Regions from separate parts of the Mus musculus genome. Here regions 1, 2, 3 and 5 are each linked to region 4. Evidence: chromatin contacts called from public Hi-C, promoter capture Hi-C and targeted proximity ligation data. All regions are on one chromosome and are shown on one strand. The core of a region is the stretch at or near the end of the contact, and the rest is flanking DNA. Distances in the headings are between cores, read along the strand shown. Region 1 holds the start of Sac3d1 (SAC3 domain containing 1). Region 2 holds the start of Ppp1r14b (protein phosphatase 1, regulatory inhibitor subunit 14B). Region 3 holds the start of Batf2 (basic leucine zipper transcription factor, ATF-like 2). Region 4 holds the start of Yif1a (Yip1 interacting factor homolog A (S. cerevisiae)). Region 5 holds the start of Atg2a (autophagy related 2A).

Region 1 (4,921 bases), core at 559-3,058, 1.0 Mb after region 4:
CCTCTCTCCTCTTCTAAGAAAGACCCAGCCATCTGATCCTTCTCTGGTCTTTTTGAGGTGCCACAAGACCAGACCTCCTTCAATCTAAATCCTTACAAGGCAGTGTTGTACATTTACATAGGGACACAGGCCAACATAACATAAAGGCTTGCCTGGAGCACAGGCTATTATGCTAGACCCAAACTTAAGGCTTCTGACTCAGGGTTCCCACTGCAGCCTGAGGGCACTGGCTTCCCTACACTTTCCCCTCTATCTGCAAGGGTCACTGTTGGAGGATGACTTGGCCCTAGTTTCCTTTCCAGGAAATCTTGGTACTGGAATCTTGGGCCACTTTTCTTAAATTAGTGAATTTAAGAGTCACTGTGTGTAGCCGGGTAGTGGTGGTGCACGCCTTTTATACCAGCACTTGGGAGGTAGAGGCAGGCCGATTTCTGGGTTCTGGGTTCGAGGCAAGCCTAGTCTACAAAGTGAGTTCCAGGACTGCCAGGGCTACACAGAGAAACCCTGTCTGGAAAAAAGAAAAAAAAGAAAAAACAAAGAGTCACTGTGTGCATGTATGATACAAATATATTGTCTCCACATATAAAATCATCAAAGAATCTGCCTGCCTCTGCCTCCAAAGTGTTCCCATACAAGGCGCCTGTTACCACGCCCACTGGACTTTCCTATAATTAAATCACCCATAGAAGGGAATCTTTTAGCACCTCCTGTTAGATATGTTTATGGGCCAGCCCACGGAGCAGTTCTTATAAGTTTGGAAAGCGCTTTCTAGGTCAACTCTCTCAGTACTATCCTACCTCCTTCCACCTCTACTATGTAGAAAACAGCCAATTTGAGAATGTCAGACCTGAGGTCCCACGTCGGGACTTTTACCAACTGACTTTCCCAAGAAGAAGCTATTGCTGGGGGATGGAAGTTACAGTACTCCCAAGCTATAGTTCGCCGTTGCTGCTACAATTGCGTCTTCCCCACCCCAGGCTCCTCGGGTCCCCGCACTTAGTTCTCTGGGATCGACTCACCCAAGTTGTAGAGCAGAAAGAGGCCCTGAAAAGCAGCCTGGCGGGGGTAGGGGCCTTTGCCCCGCGCGTAGCAGCGCCGCAGCGAACCGAAGCCTTCCTGCACCTGAGTCTGAAGCAGCACCGGGTCCGCGGCTCCGCGCGTCTCTTCTGGCCGCACCCGCGCCACCACGGCCAGCAGCGTGGCCAGCGCAGCCTCCAGCACTGTCGCTGCGTCCGCGTCGTCCACGCCCTGCAGCGACAGATCTAGCCGCACTGCGCGCAGGCGGTCGGCCACAAAGCTCGCCACCTCCGCGCACGACACGTCGCCGCGGCCAGCCACCTCACCGGCCAGATAACGCACGGTGGCTAAGAGCACTGGCGGCGGCCGCAGCAGGCTTGGCGGGGGCCGGGGTTTGCCCGCTGCCGGCCGGCTGTACTCCTTCACTGTGCGCTTGGGGTCGGCTCGGGGAGCGTTCCCACGGCCGCCTGGCTCCACCTCCAGTCGGTGCAGGCGGCGCTCGCGCTCGCGTCGGGCGCGCTCGGCGGCCGGGCACATGTCTGGGCACAGGCCCATGGGTAGTTTGCAGCCGGACATGGTAGGGGTGTGGGTAGAGGACGCACACTCAGCATCGCCGGGCCAGCGGAAGCGCGGCACTGCATCCTGCCGTGGGCTCGAGGGACAGACTCGAGCCCCAGTCTGGCCAAACGCAGCCTGCCGCGGCTTTCTCGATTTGCCGCTCCCGCGGCCTTTAGAAACGCCTCCCATAATCCATCGCGCCTGGCTTCGGTTTTCCCCCTTAAATCGTCCCATGATGCATCGGTTTGTAGTCCCGCGACGCAGGCCACACCTCCCCAGGGCTGGGATTTGTTGGTTTAGCTTTTTGTTCTTAGGGCTCTCGAAGTAGCAAGTCCTGCTTTACGTACGTGTCTATTATTTCTTTAACACACTCAGCTAGTGCTGCGTGCCTGTCATTCTTCATTGTTTCCCTATGCGTTTTGTTTTAACTGTGTACCTTTGCATGGTCTGGAAGTCACTATATAGACCAGGCTGACTCAGTAGAGATCCGCCTGTCTCTTTGCCTTCCAATTCCCGGATTAAAGGCGCGGCCACTCATTCATAGTTATTATTAGCATTCTGTCTAAGCTTCACTTCACAGTTAGCTGACAACAACCAGGTAGGCTCCACCCAACAGCTACCTGGCAACAGTCAGGTAGGCCTGACCCATTATAAAAGGGGCTGCTTGCCCCCTCCTCTCTCTTGCCTTCTTGCTCCTGCTCTAGTCCCTTGCCCCTCCCCCTCCCTGTGCTCATGGCCAGCTTCTAATTCTCTACTCCTCTACTTCTCTCTCCCCCCCTCCTCTCTCTGCCTTTCTCTGCCTCTAGTACCCTCTTAACTCCCCTTCCCATGTCCTGAATAAATTCTACTATTACCATCGCTTGGCTGGTCCCTCAGGGGGATAGGATGCCTTGGCAAGGGCCAGCTGAAGCACCTCAATGGAACATATTCCTCCTCTCTTTATCTTCTTATAAACATAATGGGTATGATGTGCCAGACACCGCTTATTCAACTCTGTTGGTACAATGTAAACTCAACCACAGACAATAATAAGCAAATGGACCTGGTTGTGTTCAGGCATGTGTTTTACTCACACGTATTTAAATTTTATGAGATTTTCACTAGTCAAAGAATCTTTTTTCTTCCAACCATAAAAAAAAAGAAAGAAAGAGAAGAAGAGAAAAGGAAAGGAAAGGAAAGAAAGAGAAAGGAAGGAAGGCTCTCAAGGGCCTTACAAAAAAGGCAGTGGGCCAGGTCTGGCTACAGACTCTGGTCTAGATGGGTGAACTGACAGGTTAGGGGCCCAGATGCCACTCACATAGAACAGATAGGCAGGATCAGAAGTTCAAGTCTAATTCCAAGGAGGCAGGCAGGTCAGAGCTGAGAAGTCTTTGCTTTTCTTATACTTGATCCAGTTAATACAGATATGGCCCCTGGTAGTCATACGAGCAGGAAGCACGGCCAGGTCCCAAAGAGAGCAGTGGGGGTGGCTGGCAGTGCTGGAGCTGACATCCCAGGAAGGGTCCACCCCTTAGGGCAAGTGTGTGTGAAGCATCTCTGCCCGCTTCAGGTACTCGGCTGCCTTCTTCTTCACACCTTCCCGGCGGGCAGGGGATGGGTCACCTGGAGGAAGCAGATGGCCCACCTACATTCAGAACCCAGGTCATAATGTGTCCTTTCCCTCCCTGGGTCCTCCTGTCTTTGCCTCATTTTATGAGGCTATTAAAAAAAATAAGGGAAAATTCTGCCCAGTGTCTCCAGTTGACCTGTGAGAAACAGATGTTCACGGTCCCTCTTTCTTTCTTTAGAATGTATTGTATGTGTGTGAGTGAGCACGGGAGGGTCAGCGGGCAACCTTGGGTGTAGGTCTTCCCCTATCACCGTGTCTGTCGTCTGTCGGAGATAAGATCTCTCTGTTCTCTGCAGCCTATGCCAGGTTCAGCTGCCCTCGAGTTTTTGGGGATTCTCCTGTCCCTGCTTCCCATCTTGTCATGGGTACGTTTGCTGGAACCGTCTCTGCTGGTGCACACTGTTATGTGTGGCTCTGGGCATTTAGTTCAGGTCTTCTGCTTGCACGGCACTCACTTTACCGACTGCACCACCTCCCCTGGTCCTTTGCTTTCTACTTTCCCTCCTCCCTACTGCCCTACCCACCTGAGACACCCTGCAGAAGAATGTGCACCCCATCTTGGTAGCCTTGGAGAGCAGCAGCGTAGGCGCCAGCCTTTTCATTCCGCAGGGCTTGAGTGATGAGCTCTGTGGCCTGGCCAAGGTAAGCTGGGGCAGGCTCTCCATCCTCAGCTTCTTCCTCCTCCTGTCCTCCTGGCTCCCAGGGTTCCTGGTCCAGCCTTTTGGACTCTACCTCAATGGCTGCCAGCTCACCTGTGTGGGTAGGGCTGGGGCCTGTACTTTCTGTAATAAAACAGGGAGGAGTGAGGGCAGACTGGCCCTCTCTTTCTCAGGGCCTGTTGCCCACCCCAGGACACCAAACTGTCCCACTGAATTCACTTGAGTAGAAGGAAGCAGCTGGGATCTGTTTCCTTGGTTTGGCTCAGGAGGTTTTGTAACGGCTTAGTGGATTATTACTGCTGCATGGGAGAGTGCATGCGTGAGTGCATGCGTGAGTGCAGGTATGAGTGCAGGCGTGAGTGCAGGTGTGAGCATGCCATGGCTGGAGGACAGGTTCTGGGTTGGTTTGTTTGTTTTAATCATTTACAGTGGAATCTGGGATGGAACCAGGTTGCCAGGTTCATAAGGTAGGGCTTTCACCTTCTGAGCCATCTTGCTGGCCCATGACCTTGAACTTCTGGTCTTTCTGCTTCTGCCTCTCAAGTGCTAGGATGCAGGGTGCGTGCCACCAAGGCCAGACACAGCAAGTCTGTGAGCAATAGGACCCTATGGTGATATGCTACCCAGAGTTTGCCCGGAGAGGAGGACTCCCTCCATCCTCCAGCTCCATCCTCCTGGGCTCCTCCCAGAGCTGCTCACAGCCACAGAGGGTCTCCCTTCACACCCCTTAGTTCCGCTACCCCACACCTGCTCCTTACCCTCTTTGGAGTAAGGGTCGAAAAGGGCAAGTTCAGCCTCAGAGAGGGGACCTCGAGCCAGGGAGCTGGAAGCTTCCTCCGTACTGTCACAGCTGAAGAGAAGGTCCAAGGCCTCCTGGGCAGGGCTGGACGGGAGGGGATCCACTGAGGAGAGACCAGAGGGACAGATGTCTGTACCTACTGTTGCTCCGATTTCAAAACAGTCTTGATTAGCCCTTGCAGCAGCCATGGGTATTGACAGGGCCACCAATAGGTTGCCAGATCCTATCTGATAGGTGAGCAAACTGAGCTCAGAAGGGAAGATGACCTGTTCAGAGGTC
Region 2 (5,288 bases), core at 1,070-3,569, 1.9 Mb after region 4:
TCCTGCCTGCACAACTGCGATGATAACAACTGTATGTGGTGCTGTGGATCGAACCCACGGCACGGTGCGTGCTAGGTAAGCACTGTTCCAAGGCGGCTACTTCCCCAGACTCATCTCCCTTTACTTTATCTTTACGGTACTGGGAATCAAACCCATACCCTTGCACATGCTGGGCAAGTGCTCTACCCCTGACCTACATCCCTAAACGCTGTGGCTTCTCTCCAAAAAAATAGCATCGAGGGGGCTAAAGAGATGCTTCAGAAATTAAAAACACTTGCTCTTGCAGAGGACCCAGGTTCAATTCCCAACACCCACATAGTGGCTCACAAACACCTGTAATTCCAGTTCTAGGAAAGTCAAAACCTTGTTCTGTCCTCCATAGTCTTGGGGTGGTACACGTACTGCATACACATATACAAAGTGGTCATAACATAAATTTGTAACACATAAAATAACAAAAAGTAGCATAAAAGAGAAGCCTAGTGGTGCAGGCCTTTAATCCCAGCACTTGGGAGGCAGAGGCAGGCAGATTTTTGAGTTCGAGGCCAGCCTGGTCTACAGAGTGAGTTCCAGGACAGCCAGAACGATACAGAGAAACCCTGTCTCGAAAAAAAAAAAAAAAAAAAAAAAAAGCCTAAAGTCCCGGGTTTGAGTTTGGAGGTAGCAGCATCTGTGGGACCCTAAGCCAAACTCTGAAATCTGCCTGCTCAGAAGATGTCCATACAGGGCTAGGACTTGCTGTCCCTGTAATCTTGAGACTATTTGAAACTGAGAGCCATAGAGACATCCAGAAAGTGCTACACAACCTCCTTGGGTAGTATGAGATGGAGTGGGTGGCAGGAGACTGGTAGAGACTCTGCCTTAGTGTGTGTGTGTGTGTGTGTGTGTGTGTGTGTGTGTGTGTGTGTGTGGTGGTGGTGGTGGTGGTGGTGGTTGTCATACAGCCCGGGCTCAAAATCCCAGCTCCCCCTTTATATAGCCCTGTGACTTAACTATGTGCTCTCACAACTGAAGTGTCCACGAGTTTTCCCGTTTAATGTTCCCCACAGCCTTCAGAGGAAGTCCATCGGTCCCCCCCCCCCCACCCACCACCTCTTTTCGGTCGTTTGTTCAACCAATAGGATGGAGAGTCCTTTGCCTGAGTCTGAGAGTTTTTCGAGCTAGAATTCGGTATGGACCTAATAGTGTCCTAATGCCTGTAGGTTTGACAAGGAGCACGCTGACCCAAGCTAAGGTATCAGCAGAGTCCTCAGAGCTCTGGCCCACCAAATTTTCGCTTTCTAGCAGAAAGACAAAGGAATGAATGAAACAATTTAAAGATGCAGACAGAATAAAGGAAGACTGGAAGGTGGCCTCCTAAAGTGTGAAGGATCGAGAAGTTACTGGGTGAACTAGCTTGCTGTCCCTACAGCAGAACAGGCAGGGGTCCCAATAAACGCTCATTTGGGGTCAACTGCTATTATTACCTTTATCATTGTGAGTTTTGGCTTCCCCACATGCTAGCTCTTTGCACCCGAGTTTCCTCCTTTGCACACGCTCAAGCTGCGGGGCGCCCAGGGCCTCGCCCAGCACAATCCTGCCAGCTCAGAGGGGCGCGCCCCAAACAAGTTTGCGCTTCAATGCGGGCTCTGCAGCTGGGAGGGGCAGCATCGACGAGCCGCTGACTACATTGCCCACAATACCACGCGCGCCGCCATCTCAGCCGGTGGGCGGTGGTCGTCCCAGTCCTGGCTATTGTAAGCCAAACGGCCAAATCTACACGCCCCCACCCCGAGCTCTTCCTTGAGGGGCGTGAGACCAGACCAAGTAGGGCATCCCGGCCGGCACCTGGGCAGTGCCTGGACCCCTTTACACCTCCGATCCCCGGAAGCCCTGTCCACGTGTCGACCCATGCGCGGAAGTTCTCTCGCCCCTTGATGACCAAGGGTCCCGCACGTTCCTCACCGCATCTGCGCCCACACCGTCTCATGCCTAGACTGTCTGTTTCTACCTTAGTGACAGAATGAAACAGGGTCAGAAGAGGACTATGGTCCTAGTGGCGTGAAGATCCAGGCATCCGACACCTAGAAGTCTAGGTTTGAGGCCAGAGGTTAAGTTATAGGAAACCGGACAGACAGTCCCCAAACCCGGCAAAGTAGATCCTCCCCTATCCCCTTTCAGGAGGCGGGGTTGGGGAGAGGGGGCCTGAAGCGGGGCTGGCCCTTTAAGGGGGTGTGGTCGGGGGGCGGGGGAAGAGAGCAAGACAGAGAAAGCGGCAGCGGCGGCGGCTCGGGCGGCGGCCGCGGGGGACAAAGGGCGGGCGGATCGGTGGGGAGGGGGCGGGGCGCGGCCAGGCCAAGCCCGGGGGCTCCGCATGCTGCAGCTGCCCCCGGGCGCCCCCGCCGCCGCCCTCGCCGCGGAGCTGCGCGGAACGGAGCCCGCGAGCTAACCGGAGCCAGCGGCCGGGAGCCAGCCGGCGGGCGTCCGGGAGGCGGCGGCGCAGGGAGGGGCCCGAGCGCGCACGTGGCCCCGGCGGCCGCCATGGCGGACAGCGGCCCCGCGGGGGGCGCGGCGTTAGCTGCCCCGGCCCCCGGGCCGGGCAGTGGCAGCACAGGGCCCCGAGTCTACTTCCAGAGTCCCCCTGGGGCCGCAGGCGAAGGCCCGGGGGGCGCTGATGACGATGGCCCGGTGAGACGGCAAGGGAAGGTCACCGTCAAGTACGACCGCAAGGAGCTACGGAAGCGCCTCAACCTGGAGGAGTGGATTTTAGAACAGCTCACGCGACTCTACGACTGCCAGGTGTGCTCCCCACCCCGCGCGGATACCCTAAAATCGGCCCTAAGTCGGTCTGTCTCCAGAGTCAATGGGAGCTCTGCTGCCAAGCCACCGGTCTTGCACTCGCCGCTCCCAGTGAGTGTGCGCTCTTTCTTGCCTGACCTAAGACACTCTAGCTTTCTCCGCTGCCCGGGACCTTGCGTCCTTCGTGGTACTGCCTCAGGTTAAGCATAGTGTCCTCGCCGAGTCTAGAAGAACTAGATAGCCTGCTGGAGGCAGGGGTCTAGCTTGGGCTAACAGTGAAAGGTCTAGTCTAGTCTGGGCTAGCATCGACACTAGTTGAAAGGTACTAGTTTAACTGTCTCAAGTGTTACAAAGGATCTGAGGAGTTGTTGTGGGCTAGCCTGCCATTCTGTCTACAGAGACAGGTTAACCAGCTCTCCCAGCTCTGGTTCTCCACCCCATGTTCCTTGCTTGTTCAGATGGTGACTCAGGCCCCCAGGGGTAGGGTGGAGGAGTGGGCCTGCCCTCTAATGCCTACCCTAGCCCAGCCCTGGAATGCAGCTGGCTCCAAGTGTGATAGCTGTACCCTTGGGGAGGGGGGTGTACCCCTTTCTCCTCAAAGCATGGGCTCTTTGTTTCCCCTTTATCAAGCATGGGTCTTTCACACTGACCCCTCACCCTCACTTCCTCCCCCCCCCCCCAGGAAGCTGTGACAGGTGTTTGGGGGAGGGGAGGGCTGTGATGAACTAGGACAGCTGGCCCACCAGTGCTCTGGTGAGCCGGAGGTCCCGGATGCTGAGAAGGCACATCTGCTAGGTTCAAAGCCCAAGGTCCCCAGCCCTGTCTGTCTGGCGCCCCTGGTGCCCACTGGCAGGGACAGGAAGTTCCCCCTCATTGGGCAATTTGCCTTGGCACAGACCTGATCTGTTTTCCTTCCCAGAGCAGCTGTCTTTGCTGGGCAAGGAGGGCTGGGCTGGTTTTGAGTGAGGCAGGGAGCCCTCTCCACACCCTCTCCTGGCTGAGACACTTGTCTGTGCTTCTCCCCGCCTCTACCCCAGGAGGAGGAGATCCCGGAGCTCGAGATAGATGTGGATGAACTTTTAGACATGGAGAGTGATGATACCCGGGCTGCTAGGGTCAAGGTAAGCTGAGGTCACCTAGTGGAGGGTTGTCTGGAGACACGGCCCCTTGGGGAGGCTTGGCCCTAGGGCCATACCTTCTTTGGTTTGGGTCATCTGCCTCTGGAAAAATAAGGCTCACGGAACTTAACTTAGCTATGTTCCTAAGTGGCCTCAGTCCCTGGGGAGGGTATAGGTGAACTGAGAGCCCCTGTCCTCAAGAAGTCACTATGTGCTGTGTTCTCCCTTGCCAGGAGCTGTTAGTTGACTGTTACAAACCCACTGAGGTAAGCTATTCTCCTTGCCCTTAGGGTGGGTGTGTATGTGTGCAGCTTATCATCGGGATCCTGGCCTCTCTAACAGCCCCCTCCTATCTAGGCCTTCATCTCTGGCCTGCTGGACAAGATCCGGGGCATGCAGAAGCTGAGCACACCCCAGAAGAAATGAGGGTCCTGACTCAGACGGCCGTGGCTCCCACAGGACAATCGCTGCCCCCCAACCTCGTAGCAACAGCAATACCGGGGGACCCTGCAGCCAGGCCTGGTGCCATGAGCAGGGATCCCCGTGCCCCTGCCTAGGGGTCATTTCCCTTGCCCTCAGTTTTCCACTTTTGGGGTTTTTTATTGTTATTAAACTGACGGGACTTTTTGTGTTTTTATATTGACTCTGCGGCGCAGGCCCTTTAAAAATAAAGCTAGGATACAGCCTTTGGAGCAGCTAACAGGCTTGGCTGGTCTTTTACGGGGGACACACTGCTCTACAATTGTCACCAGCTCGTCTACTCCCCAGGTGATCCTGGGCCTTCTTGGAGCCCATGTAGCCATGGTGATAACTCAGGCTGACTCCCAGATTGCTATTCCAAGCAGCTGGGGAGCAGTGTTGCTACCTACAGTCTTCAGAGTTTTTATCCGCACTGGGTAAGGTCTCTAGGCTGTTGAGGCTAAACCTCAACGCTCTGCAATTATCAGGGAAGATATGATATGAGATTGAAGCTGGTTTTATTTTCCCTTCCCCCATGCTGGGGGTTCAACTTGGGGACCAACCCATTCACGTTACACCAGTGCCCTGCCCTAACACTGATGCTAAGGTACTAATCTAAGTTCCTTAGGATCCACAAAGAAATACAGACTCACTCTTGGGGGTTTTAAAGGTTTTTTTGTTTGTTTTTGTTTTTAAACAGTCTGGTCCCTGATGGGGGCCTCCTAGCCCTCTGCAGCCTGCTACAGTTCTGGTCCCTGACGGGGGGGCCTCCTAGCCCTCTGCAGCCTGCTACAGTTCTGAGCGTCTCTCAATCTTGAGCAGCTCCACCTCAAACACCAGGGTTGCTCCACCTGGAGAGAGAAGTGCCATCAGACTGGGACCTGGGACGCTGGGAGAGTGACGGGCTGAGGGTGGTAAGGGTATTACCTGGGA
Region 3 (4,753 bases), core at 2,086-4,585, 1.1 Mb after region 4:
GACCAACCTCAGCTCCTTATCTTCCATGCATTTCAAGGGCCAAGGAGGCCAGCCCTAAAACAAGGGGTGCCCATCATGAGAAGATTTAGACCAAGAGATCCTTGTCCCCACACAGCTGGAGGCCTGAACATCTATTGCCAGCAGGTGTAGGAGGACGTTGGGACCAAGCACCAACACATCTCCTTCCTGTGGCTCCGTTTTCTTACAGGCTAGAAGGGGCCTCTAGGTGTGCAGGTCCCGTGGCAGCGAGTCTTCCAGGGAAATGCTGGGGAGCCTGGATGTCTGATGTCTCCACATTGAAGCTTCCCACCTTTAATTTGTTCATGTGCTGACGGAGCATCTGTTAGCTGAAGGCAGTGTTTGAGACATTGGGTCACTTCTGAGAGCAAGGCAGATACTTGCTTTGGACCTCAGGTACTGGGAAACCCCCAACTTCCACCCACCACCCTGCAGGGGTCACAGGCCCCCAAGAGCTTGACAGAGAAGACTGGGAGCTTGGACGAAAGAGCGATTGTGTTCTCCTTCCAGCTCTGCCTCCCTGGGGTGGGAGACCTTAACTCTCTGGGTTTTATGACCCCACCCTTTAGGAATGTATTTAATGTCAGTGTTTTCTCCAAATTCATGTTTCAAACACCAAACCTTCAGTTAGATAGTGTCACATGGCTGTAGTTGTACCAACTTCAGGAGGCCAGCCTGGGCTACATAGTAAGACCCTCCCTCAAAAAGAAAAGGAGGAAGAGGAAGAAGAGGAGGAGGAGGAGGACAGTGACAATGACAAACAGTAGTAGCAGCAGCAGCAGCTGCCACCACCAAACATGGTAACTCACTAGGCAGAGGCATTACGTTAAGGCCAGCCTGATGCACATAGAGTCCTAAGCCAGCCAGGGCTACCTAGTGAGACCCTGACCTAGATAACAAGAACACAAAGCTCTGCCAAACGATAGAACTTGGTGCTACACACCTGGAATCTCAGTGCTCTGGAGGCTAAGTCCAAAGCATCTCTGAAAGTTTAAGGCTAGCCTGGGCTACACAATGAGACCCTGGCAACCCTTAACAAGAGCTCAACCTGCTGTTGTCTTGCTTTGGGGCTTTTCTGCCTCTAGAGCTATGGGGAATAAGCACTGTGTAAGCCATCCAGGCTATTGTGTTGGTGTGAGGTGATGAGGTCCCTGGCTGAGCGAGGGGTCAGGGCGTGTAGTCTCACTGGTCTGGAAGTCCATCCACCTCTCAGGGAAGCTTGCAGGGCCATTTAAGGTTAAACATTACCCTGTACCCATCCCCGCCCGCCACTCCCTCTCCCTTCTGAAGATCAAGCCATAAACACCCCCCTTTCCTCTTCCTCTGGAGATGTGGTCTCCCAGGAGGAGGCGCCCCTGTAGACTGTCCAGTTCTCCTGGAAGCCCCTGGTCTAGGAAGTCAAGGAGTCTAGTTAGAACTGCAGGCTGAAGCAGGGACACTGGGCCCTAGTCTTCTCAATAGGTGTTTTTTGGGGTGACGTCATACCCAAGCTTCCTCCAGATTGTTCCCCTGTGGAGTTCACAGACAGGCTTAATGAGCCCCTCAGGTGCTGCATCCAGCCAGCGCCCTACCCTACCCGATGTCTGGGAGACAAAAATAATTCCAAGAAATGGGTAGCCTAGGTCAACCCATTTCAGCCCCTGCCCCCAGGGCTCTCAGAAGCAAGGTGATAGGGTCCTGCTGGCACGTCCAATCTCATCGACCCAACAGTTTCAATTATGAATATGTCAGCGATCCTAGAATCCAGATCCACTGCAAGTCTCAAAGAGAAGATGCACCAGGCTGGGCAGTGCTTTCTAATAGGGAAGGGCTCTCTTCATCCTGTTCCTCCCCTTCAAACAGCTCTGTGGACTAGGAATGACTTTATCATCCACAGCAAAGGGATCACACACAGAAGGTATGGATGATAAATTTGGTGGGCAGAGCACCAGGGCTCATCTCTTAAGGCTCAAGCTGGCTTCAGGACCAGTTCTAGAGATGGCAAAAGATTCCTGTGTTGCATAACTCTGGTCATTACAGACATCACGACATGGCAGACACTACTAATCAATTGCAGTCTTTTTATTTTTATTTACTTTACTTATTTATTAAGAGACACCGTCTCTTCTAACCCAGGCTAGACCCCAATTCTGTGTAGCCATAAACTGCCTTGTCCTTCTGGTCCTCTTGCCTCCATTTCCCAAGGATTATAGGCATCTGCCACTGTGCCCAGATTTAGCACTTTTTGTTTTTTAAATATAAACTTGGACATAAAGATTCCTTTAAAAGTTTTATTTTGTGGGCTTGAGAGATGACTCAGCGATTAAGAGCACTGGCTATTCTTCCAGAAGATCCAGGTTCAGTTTCTAGCGCCTACATTTTTGCTTATAAATATCTGAAACTCTAGTTCCAGGGGCTCCAGTGCCCTCTTTTGGCCTCTGAGGACACGGGGCATATATGTAGGGCAGAGACATACATGCAAGCAAAACACTGGTATGCATAAATTAAATTTAAAAAGTTTAAATTCTTCATCATCAGTGGGACAGGGTCTCATCATTTAGCCCTGGTTGTCCTGTAACTTACTCTGTAGACCAGGCTGGCCTTTAACTCAGATACCTGCTGGGCTCTGCCTCTGAGTCCTGAGATTTGGAGGTTCGTGCAGTCACGAGCACTATCACGCCAGCTCTGATTGTTGATTTTTTGCATGAGTCCAACATCGGTCTCAGAGAGTTTGGAGTGGTCGTGTTGTCACAGTTCTTTTGTTATGCCTGGGAACTTTTATATTTTGAGAATTTTTAGTTCTTACTATGTAGCCCAGGTTGGCTTCAAACTCATGAATGATTCTCCTGCCTCTGCTTCTCCAGTGCAAGTACCACACCAGGCACACCCAGCCGCAGGCCTGGAAATTTGCTCCACCCTACCCATACCCTTCATAGATAAGGAAACCAAAGTTCAGAGAAGGTGAATCACCTTCTCAAAGCTGCACAGCTCCAGTGTGGACTGTGAACCTGGACTTTCTCAGAGACTATGGGGGCTCCTTCACGCACCCCACCCCAACCCCGCTTTTCCTCTAGGTTCTGTCCCTGGCATCCTGCCAGCCCTCTCCAGGATACGGTCTTGTTAACTGCTCCCATCTACCCTCCACCATCCTTCTTCTAGAGAAGGGGCCTAACCGGAAGGCTGCTCTTGTTAGGAAGTTCCACCCACGTGAGTGAGCGTGAGCGAGCAAGAGCCAGGGATTCTGGGCAGCCCATGGTTTTAGGAGAAACTGAAACTGGGTGTGCTAGGGGCGGAGTGGCCACTGGGGATTTAAAGAGCCACCACTTCCTTGGGCCTCCATAGGTCACTGGGAGGGGACAGCTGCTGAGGGGACATCCAGGACCAGACTGAACCTCTTTTCCCCTTGCCTAAGCCATGCAACTCTGTGGGAGTAGCGAGCTGCTGACTGAGACAGTGAGTACAGGGGACTAGGAAAGAAACGCTATGGAGAGAGACAAGGAAGGCTGCAGTAAGGTCACCATGATCTGTGTGACCTGGGAACTGGGCTGCACACTCCCATCTCACGGTTTAGTTCCTCCTGGGCACTGGAATGACTTCCTGGCGCTCACACTGCAGACCAGTCTCCAGCTTTGAACTTGGACCCTGCATGCGTGCGTACTGCTTCCTCGCAATCCATTTGCTCTCACCTTGCAGCGTTTCCCAGATCCTTCCCTTCTCTCTCTAGTCTCCCAAATCACAGCTGCCTTCTTTCCTCGCTGACTCTGTCTTTCTCCAGCCTCTATTCTGGTCTGAAGTTTGCCCTGAGGAGGATATAGCCACAATCCAAGGGACATGCAGAGTCCTCAGCCAGAGTGGCTGGAGTCTTGCCTGAGGTGGAGTGACAGAGACAGGGTCCCGCTCTAGGCATTTGACTTCAAGTTCCATTTAAGTTTTGTGGTCCCCGGGGTTGGAGGGCTCAGAGCTCTCAGGAGCAGTCCTCTCTGCCCAATGGAATCTCCATCAGTTCTAGGCAGCCGCCCCACTGCCCTGTGAGTGAGCATGGAGTCTTGTAGATCTCTTCTGTGCCAGGTAGGTGACATTCCTGCTTTGAGGAAAGATCTCGTGTATCCCAGGCTGGCTTCAAACTCACTATGTAGCCAAGTCTGGCCTGAACTAATCCTTCCATTACATCTTGCCATTTTGCCTAATTTTATTTGTTTGTTTTGTCTCCTCTTCCTACTCCTCCTTTTTCTTCTTCTTTTTCCCACTTCTGTGCCCTTCTAGTTTTGTGCCTGGTGCATAGTAGATGTTTAATAAATGTTTGTTGAAGGGATGGGGAGATAGCATAGTCAGTGAAGTACTTGTCTCGGAAGCCTAAAGACCTGAGCTTGGTCCCTAGCATCCATAAAGCACCTGGTTAGGTGGCAAGCACCTGTAAGCCCAGCCCTGGGAGAGGGGCGCTTGCTGACCAGGCAGCCCAGTCTTACTGGTGAGTCCCAGACCAGTGAGAGACTATATCTCACAAACAAACAACAAACAAACAAACAAACTAGGTGGGGGCCAGTTAGGAATGCTCACTGCTCTTGGAGAGGACCCGAGATTGGTTCCCAACACCTTCACGGGGCAGCTCACAACCAAATCACCTGTAACTCCAGCTCCAGGGGACTTAACACCTGCTTCTGGTTTCCAAGGGTACAGACACTCACATGCATACACAGGTCACCACATATACACACAACTTAAATTAAAAGAAGGCAGATGGCTTCTGAACATGAAT
Region 4 (4,796 bases), core at 179-2,678:
TCAGCCAATGCTCTTAACCACTGAGCCATCTCTCCAGTCCCGATCTCCCCCCCCCCCCAAAATTAATTACATGTTAAATGTATTTGTTCTGTGTATCTCTCTCTGGGCGGGATGGTGCAAAGAGGTGCACTTTAACATAGCTCGAGTGTACAAATCGGAGGAAGATTTTTCGGAGTTGGCTCTCTTCTTCCACCGTCTGGGAATTGAATTTAGGTTCTCAGGCTTGGCAGTCTGCTGAGCCATCTCACAAGCAAGCTAACATGACTCTTAAAGGATTTGGACAAATGGATAAAAAGGGAAAGGCATATCTCCCGCATCCCAGGCGGAGGAGCAAAAGCAGCTGTTGGACAGCATGGGCTGAGTTTGGGGATCAGAAAAGTCTGACCTTATGCAACTAAACGCTGAGTAGTTAGTCAGCTGTAAGTATCCGAGGGTGTGTCATGCTATCTAGAGAATAGTACCTGACAGTCTGTGAGAGAGGGACCCTTGGAGGGATTGTCTCCAGCGACGATGGGAGTGGTTACAGCCTGGGTGGGAAGAAAAGAGCCTAGGAGACTAGGAGTGAAGCTTACGGGCCTCACTTGGAGATCACAGGACTGGTGATGACTCAGGAGACCTTCAGGAGACAGGTCACTACACCTCTGCCTCCCAAATCTCCCGGACCACTGGAGAAAGCGATGGAACAAGGCCCAGTACAGATTCCTGTCCCATGTATACCACCAGGACTTCGTATCTTCTGGGTGGTCTCAGTTTCTGTCTCCTGCCCCATGCGTGAGCGCGTGTGTGCGTGTGAGTGCGTGTGTGCATAACGTATTGAGCGCGATTCCAAACCCTCCCAGCAGAGGCCCTCGGGGATGAGCCCAGCGGCGGACTCTACAGGGCATTTTCAGCACCAGCCGACGGACAGCACCAGTTCTGAAAGGAGTGGGAGGGCGGAGGAGGAGTCAGCGTTCCAGGGCTCAGGGCCGCGCTGTCACTCTCCCGGTGCGGGCAACAACAACAATTTCTAGCAGGCCGGAGCTCCAAAACAGGATGGAGTGAATTGGAGGAAAGAGCACAGAGTAGGGGCAGGGATCAGTCAGAGCTTGACCGACCGCCGCATTCCTCTTGGACTGCATTGCGGCGGAGCCAGCTTTGTGCCCTGACTAGTTGGGTCGGTCAGGACTTTAATCTTCCTATTGGCGTAGTCGTGGCAAGGAGCGTCAAGCGCCTCTTGGCGCAGACGCGGAACTAAGTTACAACTCCTTCTCACCTATTGGCTGGTAGCGCCGCAAATTAGCCAGCCTACTAGTCAATCCGAGAACATCTTGAGTAGCTCCGCCCCCTATCTGTCGGAAGTTGAATATGACAAAACCCGATTGGAAGAGAGCTCACCAGTAGCCAATTGAAAGTGTAAAGGGGGAGAACCAGCTCTTCCGACGAGCCAATGGTAGACAGCGAAGTGTGACGCCAAGGACATGGCGGCCGCGATCGGACAGCCCTGGGACGTGTCGGGCCGTCGGGTAACTTCGGTCAGGACCAGGCAAGAGAAGTAGCTGTTTCAGTAGTGTTCGTACCCACGACTCAGCGAAGTACCCACGACCCTTGGGTAGAGCGAACGTCACGGCCATGGCTTACCATTCGGCATATGGAGTCCACGGTGCGTGAGGAGTGGGGAGGGCGGGGCGCGGCCTGGCAGCGGGGAGCCAAATACGCTGAGAGACCCACTGGTTCTGTTGGAGAGGGTCTGCAGTGACCGCTGCCCAGGGCGGGGAGAGTGTCTCTCGGGTTCCTGCCCTGCCACACTGCAGCGTGTCCTGGACTTCGCCCTTACTAGCCAGTCCTGAGATCAGGCTGCGACAGCACTACTGGGATCCTCAAGTCTAATCCTGCTTGTACCGAATTTGCCTCCAGAACTTCCTTTCCCTCTTACAACTCGGGCAGCATTCCTGACCACTGTCCAGGGACTCCGAATAGCCAATATTGCCTTTTCTACCTGTGTTAAGTCAAGGAATGTCTTTGCGGTGATTGTGCCCAAGCAAACGTCTTTTCACTCGCTAGTACTCAGAGATCATTTCCCTTGAGAGACTTCCTAGAAACCCCAAATGGGTAGCCATGTTTAGGCACACCTTTCCCACTGCATGCAGTAAATGATCCCCCACCCTGACCCCCCGAAGGATAGGAGATCGACTTTAAAACTCATCCTGCCTTTTCCTCAATTGTTCGGTGCCTTAGGACCTATGCACAGCTTCCCAGCCTGGGGAAAGGGCAGTGGTCTGGGTTCTTGCTCTGTAATTCTGTAATCTACTTTGGTCCTCTCACACCTGCAGGTTCCAAGCATAGGACCCGGGCAGCTCCAGACCCTCCTCCACTCTTCGATGATACAAGTGGTGGTTATTCCAGCCAACTGGGCGGATACCCAGCCCCAGGAGCTGATGTAGCCTTCAGTGTCAACAACCTGCTTGGAGACCCAGTGGCCAATATGGCAATGGCCTATGGCACCTCCATAGCATCCCAAGGGAAGGACATAGTGCACAAAGAGGTGTGCCCTGGGCTCCCGGGAGGAGGGAGGCAGGGCTTCTGGCCAGGGTTGGGGTGTCACAGGATCCCATCTTACTCCCCAGGCATCCTTTAGGAAGGATCACGGTAGGGCTCATCCATAGCCTCTTCTCTTTACTTCCAGCTGCACCGTTTTGTGTCCGTGAACAAACTCAAGTATTTTTTTGCTGTGGACACAGCCTATGTCGCTAAGAAGCTAGGGCTATTGGTCTTCCCATACACACATCAGGTGAGCTTCCCACCAGGAGAGCTGGCCAGCCTCTCCCCACTCGCGGATAACCTGACTGATCATCAGATCTCAACCCTCTCTCTCTTTCTCTCTGCTCCTGTTTACCCGACCACCTCGCCACGGCCAGAACTGGAAAATGCAATACAGCCATGATGTGCCTCTGCCCCCGCGGAAAGATCTCAATGCCCCTGACCTCTATATCCCCAGTGAGTCTCTGATGTGGGGCTTGGCCACAAAGGGGACTTGTGCCTTGAGCATAGTTAGGAAGACGATTCTGTTAATGACCCAGCGTTCATTCCTGGAGCTTTCCACGTGGGACTGTTACTAGACACTAAGTTGACAGGATGACCAGTAGGAAACTTCCTGAATGACCTTGATTTTTTTTTTTTTTTTTTTTTGGTTTTTCGAGACAGGGTTTCTCTGTGTAGCCCTGGCTGTCCTGGAATCCTGGAACTCACTCTGTAGACCAGGCTGGCCTCGAACTCAGAAATCTGCCTGCCTCTGCCTCCCGAGTGCTGGGGTTAAAGGCGTGCGCCACCACGCCCGGCACTTTCCTGACTTTTAAAGTGGACCCTGTCTCTCTCCAGCCTGGAGCTCAGGGTTTCACTCGGCCCAGCAGTTCCCAGCTGTAGGGCTTCAGACTTTGGATCCTCACAGCTGCCTGCGTCCCCATGGCGCTTGTCAGGCTACCTACTTGCCTCTGCACTTCACTCTGTCCTGTTGGCTAAGAAGGTTCAGGCTCAGGGCACACACAAGGAAAGCAGATATACTAGGGCAGAGCTGTCTGGAGGAGCTGTCAGGAAGGGCAGCCGCTAAGGTTGTTCCATCCTCTGTTCCTCTCATGATCTGTTACAAAGCTGGTATTGCCATCCTTTGTCATATGCTGAAGTCAAGGCTATAAGGCCTTAACTGCCCCATCGCTTACAGGTAGCAGTCCTGTGCCTTCTGGTGGCTCCATCAACCTGGTGTCTGGGGAGTTGAAATTGCTGCTGAAGCCTGCCTGGCTCCCTACATCTTTGAGCTCCTGTGAAAACAGCTCATAGTTAACCAGGGGTTTCTGCATGGCCAGTGGTCAAACTCATAATTGTTGGTGGAGAGGGACCCTATTCCCAGAATCCTGGACCCTAGGACAGCCTATGTTGTCCATGAAGCTTTCTTTTTGGTTCTAGTCTTGCCAGAAATCAGGCTGGTACCTGTCTAGGATGAGCAGAGGTCTTGACCGTGGTGTTAATTCTGGAGATATTGCAGGGAGCTGATGAGTTTCCTAATGGGAGGGAAGGTGATGGCTATGGTCCTGGGAGGCCCAGTAGTAGTCAGCTGGAAGGGGCAGTCGAGAGGCGCACCGGGGACAGGACATTGGAGAGTGAAGTTGGGATATGCAGGGAGGGAAGGATGGGAGAGGCTGGAGCACTAGTGGACTTGAATGCCTAATGAGGGGCTCTGGGTGAGGAAGCCAGAGGAACTACTTCCTCTCTTCTCTTCTCTTGGCAGCCATGGCCTTCATCACATACGTGCTGCTGGCTGGAATGGCGCTAGGCATTCAGCAAAGGTTAGTATTCTCTTCTCCCTCCTGGCTTATGTCCCTTCCTCTGTAGGGAATCTGTGCCAGGTCCTAGCTCACCCACCTTGGGCCTACCCTGACCTACCTTCTCCCATGGCTGCAGGTTCTCCCCAGAGGTGTTGGGCCTGTGTGCAAGCACAGCACTGGTGTGGGTGTTCATGGAGGTGTTGGCTCTGCTTCTGGGCCTCTACCTGGCCACCGTACGCAGTGAACTGAGTACCTTCCACCTCTTGGCTTACAGCGGTTACAAATATGTGGGGTGAGTGCCTGCAGGCTGAGAGGAGCCTGAAGGGTCTCAGGCTACAGGTTTTGGGCCTATGTAGCAACAGCCTTCACTGTGATGCTAGAGACAGTTCTACTCCGTCTCAACCGCCAGCTCTACGCTGTGAGTTGGTGGCTGTTTCTGACAGTCTCCCCTTGGAGCCAGTGACTTTAAAGAGACTGGGGATTTGTTAGTTACCTTGGGGA
Region 5 (4,840 bases), core at 1,245-3,744, 1.2 Mb after region 4:
TCACCTGATTGCAGCTTCCCAATAAACCTGCTTTTAATATAATCTAATCTGCCTTGAATTGGCTCTTGTCACTGGCAGTGGGGAAACAATCTATCACCTACCAAGAGCTGAGAAGAAGCCAAGTCTCTCCCCTAAGCCAGGATTTTTGCTTATGCCATTGTTTGTTTGTTCATTTGTTTTTAAAAAAGGGTCTTTCAGGGCTGGAGAGATGGCTCAGTGGTTAGGTACACTGACTGCTCTTCCAGAGTCCTGAGTTCAGTTCCCAGCAACCACATGGTGGCTACTGTAAAGTGATCAGATTCCCTCTTCTGGTGTGTCTGAAGACAGCTACAGTGTGCTTATATACATAAAATAAACAATCCTCTTATAAAAGAAAGAGAGAAAGAAAGGGAAAAAGAAAGAAAGGGTCTCTCTGAGCTGGGTGTGGCAGTGTCTTGGGTGGGAGGCAGAGGCACGTGAGTTGAGGCCAGCCTGGACTACAAAGTGGGATCCAGAAAGTGTCCAGTCAGGGCTGTGACACACACAGAGAAATCCTGTCCTGAAAAACCATAAAGGGGGGTGGGGGGCCATTTTTAGCTGCCAGGCTGTAGGAAAGAGGAGATCCCAGTTTATGGAAAGTTGAATTATTGATTTTAGGATTAGACATATGAAAAGCCATTATTTCAGAGAGGACCCCAACAAACCACAGAAGGGAGGGACCTTAATCTGCTGTGCATTCCTTAAATGGGAGGGGAAGAGGAGGGAAAAAAGACCTTCCTGGTGATGGGCTAAACAACCTTCATAATCCTATTTTCTACCTCTTAAATTGGGAACACTAGCAAACCAAATGAAAATGAGGACATGGCCACTCGAAAGTACAGCTGAGGAGAAGGCATGGGTTCCTTGTGGATGCAAGGAAGAGAACAGCCAGAGGCATCTGGAAGAGTCCAGAGCAGGGAGAGAGGGGAGCAGGGGTGCAGAGAAAGCAAAGAGGGCAAAGAAATGAACCTCCAGGGCTGGAGAGGTTAGGGGACAGGGTCTGCCAGCCAGGATGACTCTGTACCATGTACTTATGAGTAGGGACTCAGGTAGCCCAAGAGGTTAGCATGGACCTTGATAGATATACATTAGGCACCAAAGACTCTCATTGATGTGAGTCATAGTCCCTTTTGCCAGAGATAAGCAGAATGGCTCCTCTTAGCAAGTAGGAACTATCATCCCCCACTCCACCCCACCCCACCCTGCAGGACCGGGTTTCTCTGTGTAACCTTGGCTGTTCTGGAACTCCCTCTGTAGACTAGGCTAGCCTGGAATTCAAAGACTGGCTTGGTGTATGTCCCTGAGGGAATCCTCACTTTTGTCTAAATGTCTGAATTTGGGAAAAGGAATTTCTTGGGGACCTGACAGAATTTTTAAAAAGAGAGAAATGGGTGTGTGTGTGTGTGTGCCTTCAATCCCAGATTTTAGAAGCACAGGCAGATGCATCTCTGATTTCAAGGATAGCCTGGTCTACAGAGCGTTCCAGGACAGCCAGGCTACACAGAGAAACTTTGTCTCGGAAAAAACAAAAAACAAAAAAAGGAAAGAACAAGGAAGAAGAAAGAAAAAAAAAAGTGGAAACAAATAGTGCCTTTTTAGGGAGTTGTTAACAATAATGGATAAGATAAGCGGCTAGGAGGAGTGGGGAGAGGGGTTTTGTGGAGGCAAACTGGGAGGAATAACATTTGAAATGTAAATAGATGCCTGGCAGTGGTGGTGCACGCCTTTAACGCCAGCACTTGGGAGGCAGAGGCAGGCTTTAGAGGCCAGCCTGGTCTACAGAGTGAGTTCTAGGACAGCCAGGGATACACAGAGAAACCCTGTCTCGAAAAACATACAAACAGAAATGTAAATAGATAAAATAACAAATAAGCAAATGAAAAAAGATAAAGGACTAAAGCAAGTTTCATAGGGCTGGGCGTGATGATGTATGCACGCCTTAAATTCCATCATAGAGAGGCAGAGGCAGGAGGATCCTATGAGTTCAAGGCCAGCCTGGACTACAGTGTGAGTTTCAGAACCGCCAAATACAGAAAAGCTTGTCTCCAAAAAAAAAAAAAAAAAAGTTTTATAAAAGTGCAAATGTGCATTTGTTGCCAAAAGATAGACTGCAAAATTCGCACTGACTTTACTCCTCTGATAAGCTTGTCTACAAATTGGGTGAGTCACTGTTCCTTTAAATTCTTCCCAATCACCTAAAAAAAAAAAAAAAAAGTTGGACAAATCGGCACATGCGCACTCTTCCTGGCCCGGACTGTCGCCCTACGGTTGCAGCCTTTCCGCAGCTTGAAGCAAGGAGGTTAAAGGTCCTCCCACTCAGAATTTACGCGCAAGCGTAAACTACGATTGGGAGCATTTCATCTCGCAAAGAGCCCAGTCCCTTTTTCGCTCTTCAAGGCTCCGCCTCCCGCGGCCAATCAGTGGGCCTCGCCCTTCGCAATGACCAATGGCAGCGAGCGTGGGGGCGTGGTTGGGCGTCCGGGGGCGCGGCCTGGCGCTGAGAGAAGCGGCGGGGCGAACCGGGGGCTCTAGTGAACAGCACAGCCGGACCGAGATCGCCGGCTGTCGGCCAGCGGAAGCGGCTCGGGCCCGGCGGTCCCCGAGATGTCACGATGGCTGTGGCCATGGTCGAACTGTGTGAAAGAGCGTGTCTGCCGCTACTTGCTACAGCACTACTTGGGTCACTTCTTTCAGGAGCACCTCAGCCTGGACCAGCTCAGCCTGGATCTGTACAAGGGCAGCGTTGCCCTGCGGGATATTCACCTGGAAACCTGGGTGAGGAGGCAGGGCAGAGGTGGGATGGTGTGGAGAGAGGGAGCACGGGCCAGCGAAGGGTCCTCGCGGAAGGTTTGGGCTGGAGGACAGGCACCGTGTTTGGAGAGGCCAGTGGGTCTCGACCGCCTCCGCCAGGCCCCCTGGCTGGCCCGTCACCACTTAACCAGAAGCTAGGAGAGAAGTCTCTGTCTTCACCTCTCTAGGAGAGACAGACTAGGAAGTGAGGTGTTACTTTAAAAAAAAAAATGTCACCATCATCATACGGAGTTTGGGAGAGCTGCTTGGGGAAGGGGATTCCCGGGAGCTAGGGGAGCAGAGAGATGTTGTGGGGAGCCAGGCAGTAACAAGAGCTGGAACTAGGGTAGTCAGGGAGGCTTTGGGGGTGTTAAGAGCCCTGCCAGGGGCACCTGTAGAAAGATGTGTCCTGACCTCCTCACCCCATGATCCTGGGCATAAGGGGTGGAGATCGCCCCCGGATGTGGATGTCAACAACAGCGTCACTGCCTTCTGTGTTGATCCACACCTCGTGTGACTGTTGCTGCTCTCTACTTCCTGCTTTTGGGAGAGTGGGAGGGGCCTAGCTTGGGTTTAGGGAAGGACTTGGTCTCTGGCATCTCTACCTGGAGGGCAGCCCTCCAGGAGAGGTGTAGAGGTTTAGCTTCAGGCTAGCTGGGGTGGGGGATGGGAGGAGAAGCTGGGCCTGATGCTCAGGAGGTCTGAGGCCTAGGGTATGGAGTTGAGCAGGAGGCTGGGGGTGGCAGGTGAGGGGCATTGACTCACAGCTGATGGCTGGGAGTAGCCAAGGAGCCACCAATTAGAGGCTCCAGCTAAGGGCTGGTATGGGGTCATCCTAGCTCCAAGAGCAGTAGAATGGGCATGTGGCAGGGCTGGCCTCTTTCTCTTTTCTAGCTGGCCTATGGGTCTGCAGCTTCACTTAGAAAGAGCTAGAGGTGAGCCATGCCTTTGGGAACAAATATGGGTTGAAGAGATGGTGGCATCTTCTAATGGCCTGGTATAAGAGGTGTCTGACCTTCGCCTCTTAAACCGCTCAGAAAAATATCCAACATCTGGGTGTTCCCTTTTTTTTTTTTTTTGCTTTCAGCCAGAATGCCTTCTCAGTCCACTCTCTTGTTTCTTTTTTTTTTGGGAGGGGGGGCTGTCCAGGGCCCTGGCTGTTTTCTAGCCTCTCCCAGACAGCCCAGGCACCTCACTTAAGCCCACCCCTCTCTGCTCTTCACCCTACAACCCTACCTTGAAGGCATTCCAAGCAACTACATGGTCCAAGGACCAAGTTGAGCCCTTCCCAGCCTCAGCTTTCCTGGTACCTGGAGTGACTAAGACAAATGCCTAGGCCTCAGTGTCCCCATCAATAGAAGAGGAAGGTTGACTCAACCTCTGCTTGCCTCTGGCTCTGGCCTTGTTTGTTTATCCGTGGGCTCAGCGGGTGTTTACCGAGTACTACCCAGAGCACCTGGGTTCTTAGGGAGAAGACTAGTGACTCATGGCCTCAGGCGTTCCCAGGCCGACAGGGATACAAACCCAGCACAGCATCCCCTTCCTATGTCTTGATTGTATAGCTCTACTGTGGGTCTAGGACTGGGGTCATTTGGCCTTGGATCAATCCCTCTCCTGGACCTAACCTTGAACTCTGCCTGTCTAGGATGAAGATGTGTTACTTGCTGCTCTTGACTAGGTCTCTCTGCTTCTTCTCATGCCTGGGGTGGGCCAGCATCCTACTTCCTCCACCTGGCTGCTTCCTCCTCACTCTGGCTCACCTTTGGGGTGCTGCTGGGTTATATGCAGGTTCTGCTCACCCTTGCCTAGTGCTCAGTGACTCCGAGTCAGAGCCTGGCATTCTGAGACCCTGGCTACAACCTAGCCAGGCTGGGAGACGAAGGCACTCATTATCTATCCCTGCAGCCTCTGGTTGCCACATAGAAGGTGCTCAGAATCTCGTATACCATGTAGCCCAGGTTGGCCTCTAGCTCAGCATATACAGCTTTGACCTCCTGATCTTCTGGCCTTTGCTTCCCTAGTGTCAGGACCA

Evidence for each region. Promoter capture Hi-C pulls out the DNA fragments that hold promoters and counts their contacts. A called contact is a pair of places that touch in the nucleus more often than the background predicts.
Region 1: a targeted proximity ligation map of pancreatic cancer cells shows a contact between it and region 4. A contact is called at or near these places in 1 of 39 promoter capture datasets (liver), 1 of 130 datasets of targeted methods (pancreatic cancer cells) and 2 of 9 other capture datasets (adipose tissue and liver).
Region 2: a contact with region 4 is called in a targeted proximity ligation map of pancreatic cancer cells. A contact is called at or near these places in 3 of 39 promoter capture datasets (cranial neural crest, hippocampal neurons and liver), 1 of 484 Hi-C or Micro-C datasets (B cells), 2 of 130 datasets of targeted methods (astrocytes and pancreatic cancer cells) and 1 of 9 other capture datasets (adipose tissue).
Region 3: a promoter capture Hi-C map of liver shows a contact between it and region 4, with 6 times the contacts expected there. A contact is called at or near these places in 2 of 39 promoter capture datasets (both in liver).
Region 5: a contact with region 4 is called in a Hi-C map of B cells, with 9 read pairs. A contact is called at or near these places in 4 of 39 promoter capture datasets (liver, neutrophils and pre-B cells), 4 of 484 Hi-C or Micro-C datasets (B cells, CD4 T cells, double positive thymocytes and 1 more), 2 of 130 datasets of targeted methods (microglia and pancreatic cancer cells) and 1 of 9 other capture datasets (adipose tissue).

Annotation. Positions count from the first base shown.
Region 1 is chr19:6,116,778-6,121,698 of GRCm38.p6, forward strand. It overlaps Sac3d1 (SAC3 domain containing 1), which reads right to left and starts at 1,809. Exons shown (of 2, transcript NM_133678.3): 1 at 1,020-1,809. The coding sequence starts at 1,809. Snx15 (sorting nexin 15) reads right to left here. Exons shown (of 8, transcript NM_026912.2): 6 at 4,602-4,745; 7 at 3,709-3,966; 8 at 2,622-3,177. The coding sequence ends at 3,086.
Region 2 is chr19:6,972,729-6,978,016 of GRCm38.p6, forward strand. It overlaps Ppp1r14b (protein phosphatase 1, regulatory inhibitor subunit 14B), which reads left to right and starts at 2,320. Exons shown (of 4, transcript NM_008889.2): 1 at 2,320-2,778; 2 at 3,816-3,899; 3 at 4,130-4,162; 4 at 4,254-4,596. The coding sequence starts at 2,521. The coding sequence ends at 4,322. Fkbp2 (FK506 binding protein 2) reads right to left here. Exons shown (of 6, transcript NM_001166368.2): 5 at 5,283-5,288; 6 at 5,009-5,206. The coding sequence ends at 5,145. LOC114841036 (Uncharacterized protein LOC114841036) reads right to left here. Exons shown (of 6, transcript NM_001370419.1): 5 at 5,283-5,288; 6 at 4,857-5,206. It overlaps Gm52400 (a long non-coding RNA gene), which reads left to right. Exons shown (of 3, transcript XR_003952919.1): 3 at 1-499. It also overlaps a transcript of Plcb3 not described here.
Region 3 is chr19:6,161,104-6,165,856 of GRCm38.p6, forward strand. It overlaps Batf2 (basic leucine zipper transcription factor, ATF-like 2), which reads left to right and starts at 3,336. Exons shown (of 3, transcript NM_028967.2): 1 at 3,336-3,450. The coding sequence starts at 3,412.
Region 4 is chr19:5,087,110-5,091,905 of GRCm38.p6, forward strand. Yif1a (Yip1 interacting factor homolog A (S. cerevisiae)) reads left to right here and starts at 1,429. Exons shown (of 8, transcript NM_026553.4): 1 at 1,429-1,639; 2 at 2,310-2,521; 3 at 2,663-2,767; 4 at 2,895-2,973; 5 at 4,259-4,316; 6 at 4,432-4,587. The coding sequence starts at 1,609.
Region 5 is chr19:6,239,174-6,244,013 of GRCm38.p6, forward strand. Atg2a (autophagy related 2A) reads left to right here and starts at 2,495. Exons shown (of 40, transcript NM_194348.3): 1 at 2,495-2,793. The coding sequence starts at 2,623.